Linked DNA regions of Mus musculus: region 1 is linked to region 2. A link is a contact called in public Micro-C data. All regions are on one chromosome and are shown on one strand. Each heading gives the region's core, a stretch centred on a gene start, on an enhancer-like site or on the middle of the called end of the contact. The rest is flanking DNA. Distances are from core to core; before and after follow the strand shown.

The links. Hi-C and Micro-C count contacts between places; a contact is called where the count stands out from the background.
Region 1: a Micro-C map of trophoblast stem cells shows a contact between it and region 2, with 7 times the contacts expected there. The contact joins two enhancer-like sites. A contact is called at or near these places in 3 of 39 promoter capture datasets (the HPC-7 cell line and second pharyngeal arch cranial neural crest), 1 of 15 datasets of contacts at CTCF or cohesin (embryonic stem cells), 11 of 484 Hi-C or Micro-C datasets (the Ba/F3 cell line, the G1E-ER4 cell line, Sertoli cells and 4 more), 1 of 115 datasets of contacts at active chromatin or transcription factors (embryonic stem cells) and 2 of 9 other capture datasets (embryonic stem cells and liver).

The regions. Positions count from the first base shown.
Region 1 is chr3:33,947,545-33,954,840 of GRCm38.p6, reverse strand. No RefSeq gene overlaps it. Among named protein-coding and RNA genes, the nearest start is that of Gm23175, 8.0 kb to the left of the region's middle. Within about 2 kb of position 1,565, at least 5 of the 459 cell types and tissues checked have an H3K27ac peak or open chromatin away from gene starts, as enhancers often do. A contact at or near this core is called in trophoblast stem cells, where this site is marked.
Region 2 is chr3:33,821,904-33,829,009 of GRCm38.p6, reverse strand. Ccdc39 (coiled-coil domain containing 39) reads left to right here. Exons shown (of 20, transcript NM_026222.2): 10 at 2,361-2,555; 11 at 3,455-3,619. Among named protein-coding and RNA genes, the nearest start is that of Ccdc39, 19 kb to the left of the region's middle. Within about 2 kb of position 5,694, at least 4 of the 459 cell types and tissues checked have an H3K27ac peak or open chromatin away from gene starts, as enhancers often do. A contact at or near this core is called in trophoblast stem cells, where this site is marked.

The DNA.
Region 1 (7,296 bases), core at 316-2,815, 130 kb before region 2:
TTCAAGTAGCCAGAATTTTTTATATACCCCCTCCAACGCCCACAAGAAGACGGGTGGACCTTAGACTCACTATGCTGCTCAGGTTGGCTCAGAACTCGTGATTCTTTTGTGCTGGATGTGTGTACTCCCACACCAGGACAGAATTTAGTACTCGTAAAAAGTCCCACAGTGGTGGCAGGGCACAAAAGTGATGTAATTGGGCTACAATGTGACGTTAGAAAAATGTGCAATTGTTATAAATTCAATTATAGCTTAGACTTTAAGCAGACTTCTCTGGGGAACTACTAGCAATTTCAGTGGATGACGTCATAGCCCTTCCTTCCTTCCTTCCCTCCCTTCTCTTTTTCTTTATTCCAGTATGCTATGAGAGTGATGCAGGCTGTCACCCTCTACAAGACTGGCTGTTGGGACTGTCACTACCCTTAACACACGTGTGGCTCAGCTGTGGCCCTAGCATCTTCCTCCTGACTGCCTTCTTCACCACTTGTGGTTTTTAAAACAAACAAACAAATAAACAGGGTTCAGGGTCAGGTCCTCATGCATGCAAGGTGGGCACTTTACTGACTGAGCCTCTATCTATCTAACAATACCAACATTATCACTATTTTACATTTGTCCATTTATTTATTGTGTGTTTGACATGAATACTTGTATGGAGGTCAGAGAACTTGTGAGAGTCGATCACCTGCCCCTGCAGACCCACCTCCCTGGCCTCATCATCGCTATTTTCAAATGGTGAACAGTTACAAATACGGAATAAACATCTGCTGCCTGTTCGCACCTGTTTGCCTTGTTTTCTAGTCTCTGTTTGAAATGTGCATCATCATCTGTTATATTGTGTGGAAACAATCACGGAGTTTCCCTGCTCCCCAGAAGGCTGCCTGCTGGAGAGGAAGCTGCAGGGCTCTGAGCACACAGCTCTCTCACTGCACCTGATGCCCCTCTTAGGTAATCCCATCCGGGCTTTGAATCCTACCCATCCTCTAGCATAGGATGCTCGGATCCTGTACTTAGAGCCTCACTGTGCCCCATGTTCATGCAGTTATCTCATTTCTTCTTAAATGGCTAGCCATGGACTGCATCCCCTGTTACTCCCCCCATCTACCTGGCTTTACCCTGACCATAAATGGTCCCATCTTTTGACTGATTGTCTTTCAAATGTGGGTAGTTGGTTATTCTTTTTCTTCATCTTCAAAATTTCTTTCTAATCTGAAGCCTAGTGAGGCGACTCCCTGGGTGAAGAAGGTACTTGCTGGGGATGCCTGGAACCCCCTCCCCCCAAAAGGTCCAGATGCAAAAGCGTGCATGACCAAGCCAGCTCAGTCAGTCAACAGGTTCTCCCTCCAGCGCAGAAGTGAGGATTAAAAAGAAAAAAGTCAATTAGACAACATTGTAACATGACCCCAGCCAGTTCTGAGGCAGGTTTATTTTTTCCTAATCTGCTTTTATACCATTTTAATTACATGCAAGTACTAAGATCAGTTCTAGGTTGAGGAACAAGCAAGACAATAAACACAAATAGTCAAGGAACAAGCAAGGCAATAAACAAAGTCCCATGATCACTCCCGTGATCATGGTTTCTAAGGGCTTATCAGGATGACCAAGATATCTAAGCCTACTTCCCTGTCCTAGCCCAAAGTCATATTCTTGCCTGAAGCTACTTCTTTGTTCTAGCCTAAAATTAGATTCCTGCCTGAACTTACTTCCCTGTTCTAGCCTAAAATTAGATTCTTGCTTAACCTTACTTCCTTGTCATAGCTCAATGTCAGATTCCTGCTTGAAGCCCATTTCCTTGTCCTGGCCCAATGTCAGATTCCTACCAAGTGGCCCCCAAACGCTCTCCACACATTTGAATCCAAACATTCGAAGCCAGCAGGTCAGCTGGCTTGAAGTATGCACACTAACAGAAGCAAGAGAGACCCAGACTAAAAACAAGAGAGAAGGAGAAAACTCACTTCTGAAAGTTTTAGTCTAACCTCTACACGCGCACACAGACACAGACACACAGACACACAGACACACAGACACACAGACACACAGACACACAGACACACACACACACACACACACACACCAAATAACACATGTCTAGCCAAGCAGCTCTTGACTGAAGTAGAAGTTAAAAGCTGTTTGATTCTTTTTCATTCCCTGTGTCCATATTCTACACAGCACACAGAAAGATACTTTCAAATTGTAAATTGCATTCCTCTGCAGTCAGAGTAAAACCTAAACTTTCATGTGAAGCCCGCCTCACTCTGCTTCCCAATTCCAAAGCCCCTCTGTGCAAGTTCATTCTCCATAAGGTTTGGGCCTCATTTTTTCCATTCCATGGAAACATCTACTTCCTCAGCTTATACAACACTTGAGTCATAGAAATCTGAAACGAGGCCTGGGCTGGGGTGCTCCAAGCCTAGAACTCATGAAAACCATTGTGCGTGCTGGCACACACCTGTAGTCCCAGCACCAAGGTGAAGAGTCAGGTGGCTCTCAAGGGCTTCCTGGCCAGGCAGCCTAGCCTACTTGGTGATTCTTGGATCAGGGAGAGAAAATAAGTGCCTAAGGCTGATATTGTCCTCTGCCTCCACATGCATGTGCATATGCAGGTACCCATATGAACACACACACACACACACACATACACGCAGATACACAATGTAAACCCGTCCTCACCTCCTGTCATATTAGCTAATTTTATTTTTCTTATTACTTCATTAACACATTTACATTTGCTCTCCTCTATGAGAAGATATAAACACCCAGACTCCATGGTCCTCTCTACTTTGCTTGTGAAGGTATGTGATGGTGTCATTTATGCCTACAATGACACTCAATGAATTTTATTAGCGGATGAATCACTTCCCCAAGACTCCCCGGAACTCATCATGCAGAGTGTATGTATATGTCTGTGTCATAACTGTCTTATTAAATGGAGATTTTTTTAATTAATTATTTTATTTATTTACATTCTAAATATTCCCCTCCCAGTCCCTGCTCCCAGAGTTCTTCACTCTATCCCCCTCCCCTTTACCTCTAAGAGGGTGCTCCCCCTCCCATCCATCCTCCCACATCACCCTTCCCTGGGGCATCAAGTCTCTATAGGATTAGGCGAATCCTCGTCCACTGAGGCCAGATAAGGTAGTCCTCTGCTAGATATGTGCCCAGGACCAGACCATGTATGCTCTTTGGTTGGTGGGTCAGTCTCTGAGAGCTCCCAGAGTTGACACTGTTGGTAGAAATTGTTTTTTTAAATGAAACATCTTTATTGTGAAACCTTAAACAAAATCACATAGCATTAAGGAAGTAAGAAGGAAGGCAGGAGAAATGGCTTAGTAACTGAGCACATGACCTGCTCTTGAAAAGGACCACACTACATTCACAACATCTATAACTCCAGCTCCAGGGTCCAAGGTCCTCTTCTGGTCTTCATGTGCTGCATATAAACCCATGTAAGTACACACACACACACACACACACACACACACAATGACTTTTAATTCTTTAAAATTTATTTTAAAAAGGAAATAAAACAACTCTCAATCTCACACAGAGATGTTGGTATATTTTAGTACAATTAACACAATTAGAAACCTCATATATAAAAAAAAAAAAAAAAGAAAAAGAAACCTCATATATGCTGTTCTGTTTGGCCATTACATTCTGTTCTTGGGATAAATTCCTAGATAATGGATTGCCGAGTCAGGATTCAACTCATTTGATTTGGGGAGTCCGTGGGGGAAGATAGGTGCTTGTCCATCCTGGCACTCAAACAGTGATTCCCCAATCACTTGTAACTCCAGTTCCGGGGCATATAGTGCCATGTTCTGACCTTCAAACGTACTAGGTATGCAGACATATGTGTAGGCAAAACACAGCATTCATAAATAAAACAGAACAAAACAAAACAAAAACCCAACCGTTGGTGGATATTTCTAAATTGTCCTCATTACTTCCACTCCCAAGTCTGTAGAAGCCGCTAAGCACCTACACATTTTCCTCTCGCTGGAAGCATCTGAATATGTTTATTTTCCAAGCAAATGACAAATCTGTGACAATAGAGACAAATAAAAGGTTATTTCTTTGTTTAGCTTCGTCACATGATTCCTGCTGAGGTGGGCAAGGCCGTGGTTCTGAAGTGAGCTGGTGTTTGGTACTTCATGTAGTAAAAGGAAAGGAACACGATTTAGTCCTATGTGGTCTGTATGTGTGATGGAAATTATCTTTTTCTTTCTTTCTTTCTTCTTCTTCTTTTTTTTTTTTTTTTTTTGGTTTTTCGAGACAGGGTTTCTCTGTGTAGCCCTGTCTGTCCTGGAACTCACTTTGTAGACCAGGCTGGCCTCGAACTCAGAAATCCACCTGCCTCTGCCTCCAGAGTGCTGGGATTAAAGGCGTGTGCCACCACGTTCAGCTAAGAGAACATCTTTTTCTTATATTGACTTATAAGAATTCTTCATGTAGCCAGGTGTGTGACAGCTCAGCACATTCTGTAACTTCTGCTCCATAGAATCTGACTCTCTATTCTGGTGCGTCAGGCATATGGTGCACATAAATACAAATGCATATGGCACATCTGTACAAAGCACTCAGACAATAATAAATAAATCCTTTAAAATAAGCAATCCTAAAATATTTAAGTTATAATAAAATATAAAGTGAAAAGTTTACAATAAAATAAATTCTCTTATTTTTGCATTTGTGTTTCCTCTAATCAATTTCAGCTTATTTAATTAACAAAAGGGCTATTGATCCATTTCGGGGTGTTATATTTTATTGAATGAATCTAATTTCATTGCTGATACTCATTTCTTCAGACTTGTGTCAAGCTTAGCTGCTGTCACACTTGAATTCTTTGCTGGTTGAAGAGTTCACTCCTTTTAGGTGGGTTGGAATTGTTGATGTGTGTGTTTCTCTTGCATGGGAAATTGGGTTACTGAGCACTGTCAGTGTGCTTCAGGAACCCTTGGCTGTCTCATGCTTTCACTCCAGTACAAACACGTAGATACCCATTATTTTCATAGCTTCAGCAATATACAGTGTTGTCAAACTTTCTTTTCCTTTCTTTCTTTTTTGAATTTTGAGACAGGGTCTCACTGTTAGTCCTGGCTGTCCTGCAACTCATAGAGATTTGCCTGCCTCTGCTTTCCTGACTTCTGGGGTTAAAGGCATGAGCCACTCTGACTGGTTTGTGAGGGTTTCAGTATTTACCATTATTATGGGTATAAAGTCATTTTATTTTGCATTTTCAAGAGAAATAGGGTGGGGACGATAAACACTGTTACTGTATTTATGTTTAAAAACGGAATTGAGGACTGCAGAGATGGCTCAGCAGTTAAGATTGCAGCATGAACATAGTTGAGCATGTGTCCTTGTTACCACAAGGCATCTTTTGTGTTTAAGCCCAGGTCTCGAGGTAGAGCTATTCCTAATTGTCTGAGAAACTGCCAATTTGATTTCCAGAGTGGCTTTACAAGTTTGCATTGCCATTAGCAATGGAGGAGTGTTCCCCTTGCTCCACATCTTCACCAGCATGCAATATCTATATTGAGCTTTTGATCTTAGCCTTTTGGATTGGTACAAGTTGGAATCTCACGGTCATCTTGATTTGCATTTTCCTGGTGACTAAGGACGTTGAATATTTCTTTAAGTTCTTCCCAGCCATTTGAGATTCCTTTGTTGAGAATTTTCTGTTTAGCTCTGTACCCCATTAAAAAAATTGTTGCTGGGAAGTGGTGGTGCACACCTTTATCCCAGCACTTGGGAGGCAGAGGCAGGCAGATTTCTGAGTTCTAGGCCAGCCTGGTCTACAGAGTGAGTTCTAGGACAGCCAGGGCTAGACAGAGAAACAGAGAAACCTGTCTCAAAAAAACAAAAATAAATAAATAAATAAATACATAAATAAATAAAATTGTTGTTTGGTTTGTTGGTGTCTAACTTCTTGATTTCTTTATATAATTTAGCTATTAGCCCTCTGTCCAATGTAGGGTTGGCGAAAATCCTTTCCCAATCTGTAGGCTGCTGTTTTGTCCTATTGACAGTGTATTAGTCAGGGTTCTCTAGAGTCACAGAACTTATGGATAATTTCTAAATAGTAAAGGAATTTATTGATGACTTACAGTCGGCAGCCCAATTCCCAACAATTGTTCAGTCGCAGCTGTGAATGGAAGTCCAAGGATCTAGCAGTTACTCAGTCTCACGCAGCAAGCAGGCGAAGGAGCAAGAGCTCGAGCTAGACTCCCTTCTTCCAATGTCCTTATATTGTCTCCAGCAAAAGGTGTAGCCCAGATTAAAGGTGTGTTCCACCACACCTTTAATCCCAGATGAAAGGCATAGCCCAGATTAAAGGTGTGTTCCTTAACTCGGAGATTCAATCTTCTGGAATCCATAGCCACTATGGCTCAAGATCTTCAAACCAAGATCCAGATAAGGATCTCCAAGCCTCCAGATAAGGGTCACTGGTGAGCCTTCCAATTCCGGATTGTAGTTCATTCCAAATATTGTCAAGTTGACAACCAGGAATAGCCACTACAATCCACCCCTTGTCAACTTGACACAAATAATATCTCATGTTCACATGAAACAATAACAAGGTTGTAAATACGCCTAACATGATATAACTATCCCTCGTACAATCGCAAACGCATTAGTAAATTTACAATGGGCATTCATATTACTTTATAATCCTCGTTTCTGCAACTGGTTACGTGGCCTTAATTGGTATTTATAACTACCTTCCTCTACTACCCATTCTGTATTTCCTTCACCTTCAGCCAGCACCTCAGCAGGTCTTGGCTCTTTTCCTGGAGGATTGACCCATACCTTCATTCCTGATGGGTCTGCATCCTTTGTCATCCTGCTTGGATTAGGCTGTTGTAGTTTCCCATTGACTTTAATCACAGGACATGGTAGTACTAAGAGACGCCCTAAGGGATCTCCTACACTCCAGACATAATCTTGCTTACCACCATTGTGAAGAGGTAATCCAATTTCCCCATGGTAATCTGGATCTATCACCCCTCCTAACACTGTTATTCCTTTTTTAGCCTGTTGGTTTAAGGGCATTAGAAGCCCAAAATGACCAGGGGGAAGTCTGAGCTTCCAGTTCAATGGAATGTTTGTTGTAGCTCCTGGTAGGAGCATTCCCCTCTCTGGAGCCAAAACTTCTAGGCCAGCAGAACCTAGAGTTATGGGGACAGGAAGCAAAAATTTTCCTAGAGGGTCACAAGGAGTGATAGTAAGTGGAACTATTCCCTTTTCCACCCCTTGATTCCTGGACCCATGAATCCTGGCTATGGGTGAAAC
Region 2 (7,106 bases), core at 4,445-6,944:
TGCCCATGACCCACCCATGCTCAGAGGGTAACTTCCCACCCATGATCAGGCAAGTAACTCTAAACTCAGTGGACCTCACACCCAAAGAAGTCATAGGAGGCCAGGTATAGTGGCACACACTTTTAATCCCAGCACTCAAGAGGCAGAGGCAGGTGGATCTCTGTGAATTTGAGACCAGCCTGGTCTACAAAGTTACAGGACTGCCAAAGTTAGATAATAAGACCCCGTCTCAAAACAAGCAAACTAGCAAGCAAGCAAACAAGAAGTCATGAAAGAAGGAGGTAGACTCTTCAAGAAGAAAGGTACTGGTGATGGAGGGAGGGGACTACAGGATGAGAAATCAAGGTGAAACGACTACAGTTCAGTATACAAATGTATGAAACTGGCAATGAAAATAGAAATAAATAAAACCATTTGAAGACACATGGTAGGGATTAGAATATATTGCTAGCAGAGCAATGCTAAGTGAAGTTCTTAATAGAAGGAAATGATAGTAGGTAGATGACCCAGGCCTCCATAAAGGCAGAAAGAGGATTGGAAATTGCATTACAGAAAATACATTAAAAATCCCTCACATTTAACGAAGGAAGATAGATGAACTTGAAAATATGAGCACTGATACAGATGTACCAATGCTTTGTGAGAGGGCTGTGCTCTGTAGAAGGGATCTCCTGTTTGGAAATTCCATCTGTCAAATCAAGCTGCTCTAACTGTAACTGAGGCAGGAAACAGAAGGGGGGCATTCCAAGAGGAAGCAAGGATTCTGGGACAGAACAAGGTGTGGAGGTTTCCATCCAGGAACATGGAGGAAGTCCGAAGCATGGGCACTGAGCAGCAGTAACCAGCCACTCAGCAGAACTTAGTCTTTTTTTTTTTTTTTTTTTTGGTTTTTCGAGACAGGGTTTCTCTGTGTAGCCCTGGCTGTCCTGGAACTCACTCTGTAGACCAGGCTGGCCTCGAACTCAGAGATCCGCCTGCCTCTGTCTCCCAAGTGCTGGGATTAAAGGCGTGCGCCACCACGGCCCATCAGCAGAACTTAGAATAAAAGGGATAGTAAGTTATGGTCTAATTGGGGAATAACCAAAACTTATGGCCAAGGAATTTGTAAATATGAGTCTCAGAGTTGTTATTCTAGGAGCTTGGGGATGGGAGGAAAACCCACACTTCTATTGTGCTTGCCTCAGTGTTTGTTTGTTTCAGGAAAAGCTCAATGGACTTAGGCACCAGGCTTTCAAATTCTACTGAGCAGTCTTTGAGAAGGTCCTGAGTTCAGCGAGAAGTGACAATTACATGAGAAATACCATTATCAGTTATTGGTTATCTTTTGGTTTGTGAAAATTTGCACACATTAGTCATGGGCTTGTTTTGTTTCACATCGAGGTTCATTGGCTACGGAGTGGGAATGTGGTTATGAGGGAGAACTGTTTCAGTATTTAAAAGTGTTAACTTGTAGTTGGCCTGGTGGTTGGCAGGTCACAGGGAAACTCAGAATGTGTTGGTCATGAAGCTTTCAGGTCAGGGTAGGTCCTTGAGGAGTGTCAGGACCAGAAACTTCCTTTTCTGTCCTTGAGGCCAGCACAGAAGAAAAATCAAGCAATGCAAAGGCTTAGTGAAGGGCTGGACCAGGCTTTGCCTGGCACTGACTTCTACACATTCTCAAGAGCCAGTAGTAAAATTTTCAGCATTTTTTTTTTGTTAAGTTCATTACTAAAACTAGCAACTATTAAAACCTAAATTTTATGTAAATGCGTATACACATTATATTCAAGTCAGAAGTAACATAGCATTCATCATTTATAAATTATACTCTGTGACTAGCTGTGGACTTGAGGTTAAAATGACATCTCTTACACTTGCCATCTATACGTTGCTTCTGTATGTCATCTCTGTAGTGGTGCAACTATACCAGTAGTTTGAAATTTCCCACTGTGCACCGGTGTGCTTACACCGCAGAAGGAGTAGTCATCCTTAGTCCCCATCCACCGGAGAGAGCTGATGGCTAAATGTGGCCCTAAAAAGCTTCAAATTGAACAGTATGATTTCTTTTCCGTTTTTATATCCTCAAGACTGTTCAGTGAACTCTGAACTCACAGGGTGTCTAGTTCTCAGGCCAGGGCAATATTGGATGGAGTTAGGATGGTAGGTCAAATGACACAAGGATAGAAAACTGCCAACCTTGTCTACCAGCACTGGAGATAAGAGAGTGGGGGGATTGGCCAAGCTTTGGGAAGACCTTGTATTTTCAAGGGCTAAATGTTGACGGGAACTTTTGAGCTCCTAAATTTGAATGATCATGTAAATACAGATTTTAAACTATTATAATTTAACTAACTGTTGTAACTCCTACAATTTCTTTTCAGGAAGTGGAGGTTCAATTGGGCATAGTAAAAGACGTGTTATTTAAGAAAGTCCAAGAGTTACAGAACGAGATAGCGAAAGAGAAAGCCCTGGTATCAGAAATTGAAGGAACCCGTTCCTCCCTGAAACATCTTAACAAACAGTTACACAAACTGGATTTTGAAACCCTGAAGCAGCAGGAAATTATGTACAGTCAGGTAGGTGCTCCTCTCTGTGAGTATCTCCTGTAAGGACTTTAGTGCCTCTGGTAGTTGAGTTATCCTAGTGCCCCATGAAAATGAAGAGTTCTAAGATAGCCTAGATAAACACTCAGCTGGTGGCAGCTGGCTCCCATGTTAGGATAATAGAGGCTTGAGAGGGTCTTAAAAGCTACTACTGTAATTTTTAATCTAAAAAGAAAAAAAGGCAAGGGGACCAACACTCTGGGGAGGGAGAAAGGACTGTGTGTTAAAGGACCTGGAGCAGTGGGTCCCTTAGTAAACTAAAGTCTGCAAACATGAGCGTCTTCCACCCACTTTATCTGCACAATACAGTGGAATGCTTGCCCCTTAGTTTTGCCTACATACCTACTTCATGTTCATGTTTATTTTCTAACACCTCCCCATACATCTTAATTTCTTAATCTGAAAAAATTCTTAGTTTCACAATAACACAATATCAAAGATGTTAAAATATAGTGAAAAAACCAACTCATTATATGTTGAGTTTCCATGGTTATCATGACAGGGTTTTTTTTTTTAAGTTTTAAAAATTTTTTATTCTTTTTATCTTATTTTTTTTATCCTTTGAAAAATGTCCACCAGGAATCCTCATTTATTCAGATCCTGTGATCTCCTAAGGTCCCTGATGGCACCGCAATTGTTCTCTGATGAAGTTTGTGTTGCTGTCCTGCATGCTGACTGTTGAGCAGTGTTGTTGCTCCCCTTAGGCTAGGAAGAATTTTATCCTGATTTGCTGGAGGACCAACTTTACTTTAATAATTAATAATGCCAGACCAAAGTTAAGAGCACATGTCAGATGCTGCGTCAACATTTAAACTGAGAGGCTCTTGGTGTTTGCATACACTCACTAACTTCTCTTTTAAAACTATTAACAGGATTTTTACATTCAGCAAGTAGAACGCAGAATGTCACGATTAAAAGGAGAAATTAATTCAGAGGAAAAGCAAGCCCTTGAAGCAAAAATCCTTGAACTTAAGAAGACAATGGATGAGAAAAAATCCACACTTTCCCTTTTGGAATCCCAGATCAAGAAGCTCCATGTAATTCCCTTTCTTGTGGTGTTTCCATCTCCTGATGCGGGTTCCACACGGTCCCTATGTGGTCAGAGTGATTCCCAGCTACCCGCACACACAACGAACGCTTGCCTTTCTATACTTTCTATGCCATGCTCTTCACTTGAGCATTTAATTCGTATAACTGTTGTATCACAAGTCTCTGCCATGTTGTTTTGCCTAACTGTTATAAATGCCTTGTAAAGAAGATGATTATACTTATTATAGGCTAAGACACTTGTTCAGGGGTGCACAGTGAGTTCAGAGAGGTAGGGTTTAAACTCCATTTGACTTCAAAGAATTCTTACACAGCATAGTGTGTAGAATGTTGGGAAAGTCTGATTTCTGCCACAGTAACTGAATTAGTTCTTATTTTTGAAATGCTATCAAGAAGCTTTTTTTCTTTTTCTTTTTTAAATGACCTTGTTCCCATTTAACCTCACAGTTATGCTTGAAACAACGACAGTTAGAAGGGAAAAGTCTTCACTTTTAGGGATTTGATTATGTTTGTTGTAAGGTAAACATCAGTTAAAGTTTAAATTGTGAGAAAGGGCGAAGGAAAGGACAGGTTGGAGCTGGAGGTTGGGGTGTAGGGCTAGGGATGAGCTCAGCCCTCAGCACTGTTGGAAAGGCTGGTGATGAGTGGCCTCTAGTGGTCATAAGTAGAATTGTCTTGATTTACTTAAGAGCAAGACATTTAATTTTAACATGACAGCTTTTAATTTAAGTTCATGGTTTGTAGCTTGATGACATAGTCTTTGTAGCTTTATGACATAGATTTTTATGACATCTTTCAAGTGGTACCTTGTTTTTTTTTTTGAAAATAGCACAGGCTTTGGGATCAGGCACACATTTGAATGTCAAGGTTATGTGGTACTGCTATTTTAATGCTCCGAGTGTTTTCTCATTAACTAACAAGAAAGGGCGGGGAGCGGGGGGCGGGAAGCAGAAACAATGCATGCTAGGTACTCTCCAAACATGGTCCTGTTTGACAATTTAGAGTAGAACCGGACTGTAAAGATCATGAGGAGTGGGCTTCTGAGTTGCACTGTGTGGGGAGCCTCAGTGTCTTCAGGTTCCTAACCACCCCGGCACACCTATGCCTATTGTTTCACACACAAACTCACAGAAATGCAAGTGAATTCCAAGTTGAAGCTGGGTAAACCATGGAGATGTGTTCTCAGCAGGGGTCAAGGCTGAGGGCTTCTTCGAGTGAGTGAGGTCTCACTCTTCTCCAGAGCTTACTATCCAGAAGGGAAACCAACCTCAGGCTCAAATGATGTTAACACGACTGTTTACTTTATTTTGTTATTTTATTTATGATGTGTATGTGTGGGCATGTGTGCCACTGTGCATTTGTGGAGGTCAGAGGACAGTCTTGCAGAGTCATTTCTCTGTCCACTTTTATGTAGGGTCTGGGAATCCATCTTCTTGGCTTGTATCTTTAGATAGCAAGCATTTTTCCCCTTTGAGTCACCTAAATGCCCCACAAATAACATTAAGTTAATTATTTTGTCCTAAATATAATTTTATGAAATCACCATTTATGCCAAAACTTTCCCTCCATTTATGATTTGGCTGAGATCTTAAGTCTTAATACTTCAGAGAAATATAAACAATAAGAAAAGCAGAGAAGAGTCGAGAGGATGGGTGTGTGTGTGAAGAATATGAATATCTTAGAATTTTAAATCTTAGAATAATAACTAGAAATTTTGACTCAGGAACCAAGTGGAGACTAACAAAACAAAGGTGGATCATGTGTGGGAAGGGGAATGTCAGTTCTTAAAACTAAAAAGGTGGTACCTGGCATGTAAGACCTGTCTGTGTGTCTGGTGAGGTTGAACCTTATCAAACATTTTTTTTTCCTGCCAGGCAGATGTGATCACATGCACCTCTGTGTTTAGTACACTGCCTGTGAGCGCTGTCCCAGTAACATCCCTAATTTCACAATAATCCTGGACCAAGAGTTGCTCCCATTTCTATTTCAGAGATGAGGAAACAGATGTGCAATTAAGGCCACCTGAGCCCAGAGCCATACTGTTAGGCAAGGGATCAGTGCTCTGGAGACCAGCAGTGTTTTTATCACCCAGCACTCGGTGCCCTGTAATGAGCTAGCAAAAGGATCCTTTCCTGCCACGGACCGGGCTCAATCGGCCCCCCTCAATCCATGGGAATCAGAGTCTCGGACAGATGGGCATAGAGTCGGCAAGAATGGGGTGACAGACAGGACACGAGGGAGTGTGCTGAATCTGAATGTAATGTCAAATTGAGCATCAAACTTTTTATACAGAAGAAAATAGGGAAGTTAGGTGACACATTGGCAAGGTACAATGAGGTTGCCGGATCCTTAATGACTCTTACACAAAACAGAGGAATGCAAACACAAAGACTGGCAGGAACTGGGCAATAAAACAACTGAGACAAAGTCAGCTCTATCTAAGGTCACCTATAGTCTTAGAAGTCAGGTGTGAGGTCTTTACACTCCTAGGGCAAGGGCTTTCATGCCCAAGTTGTGGTTCTAATTAGGGAGTTCCGCTCTAGCTAACCTTCTCATGAATAATGCAATACTCTAAAACCACAGCCCGATCTACTTCCTAAACCATTGTAAATTCCTGTATATGGGAGCAACCTGGCTTTTATTCTAAGTGATAGTGTGGGGGGACTTTCTACTAATAAGTAATGTAGTCTGCCATACATAACTATAAGAATTCTAGACTTACTTTGCTAAGCTTGCCCTAACTCTACTATTTGAACTGTGTTGACCTGGCCCAAGAGATTTCAAAGGAGAAGAATTTCAGTATGTGGCATAAAGACTGTTTTTGTGGTATTTTGGTGAAGAATGTGGCTACTTTTTACCCTTGTCTGACAAGTCTGCCTGAGGCTAAGGTAAAGAGAATTGGATTAATTGCATTAATTGCATTGACAAAGGAAGTTTCAAAAAAAGCCCAGCAGAGACTTTGTTCTCTGGTTAAGTCTCACAAAGAGAAGGTTGAACAAGCATAGCAAGCTTAGAAAGGCAAAATATAAAATATATGGTTCGAGTATTAAAGGCATACCAGGAAGTGAAATGGAGCAAAATCCTGTGTTTTAGGAAATAACAGATTAAGGGAGTGGGACCTTGGGGCAAGACCCTACCCAGCTGAATTTAGAACCAGGCATGGTGGTACAAACCTTTAATCCCATGAGGCAGGCATGCCGATCTCTGCAATCAGATCTCTGCAGTAGATAGTAATGCCTGATTTCTTTCACTATTTCTCTTACAATACTAGAGGCAATTCTGAAAGTCTCTGAATAGGTAACATTCTTACTGAATTCAAAGCCCGGGGTCGGCTCAAGGACTACCTAGGGCATTGGTGAAGGCCAGGAAGCAAAGTTCGACTTTGCTTAGGTACTTGGCAAGTCATTGCTTGGAGGCACCTATAATAAAACAATACTGAAAGGAAGCACACAGATCCATTCACAAGGACAAAATTGG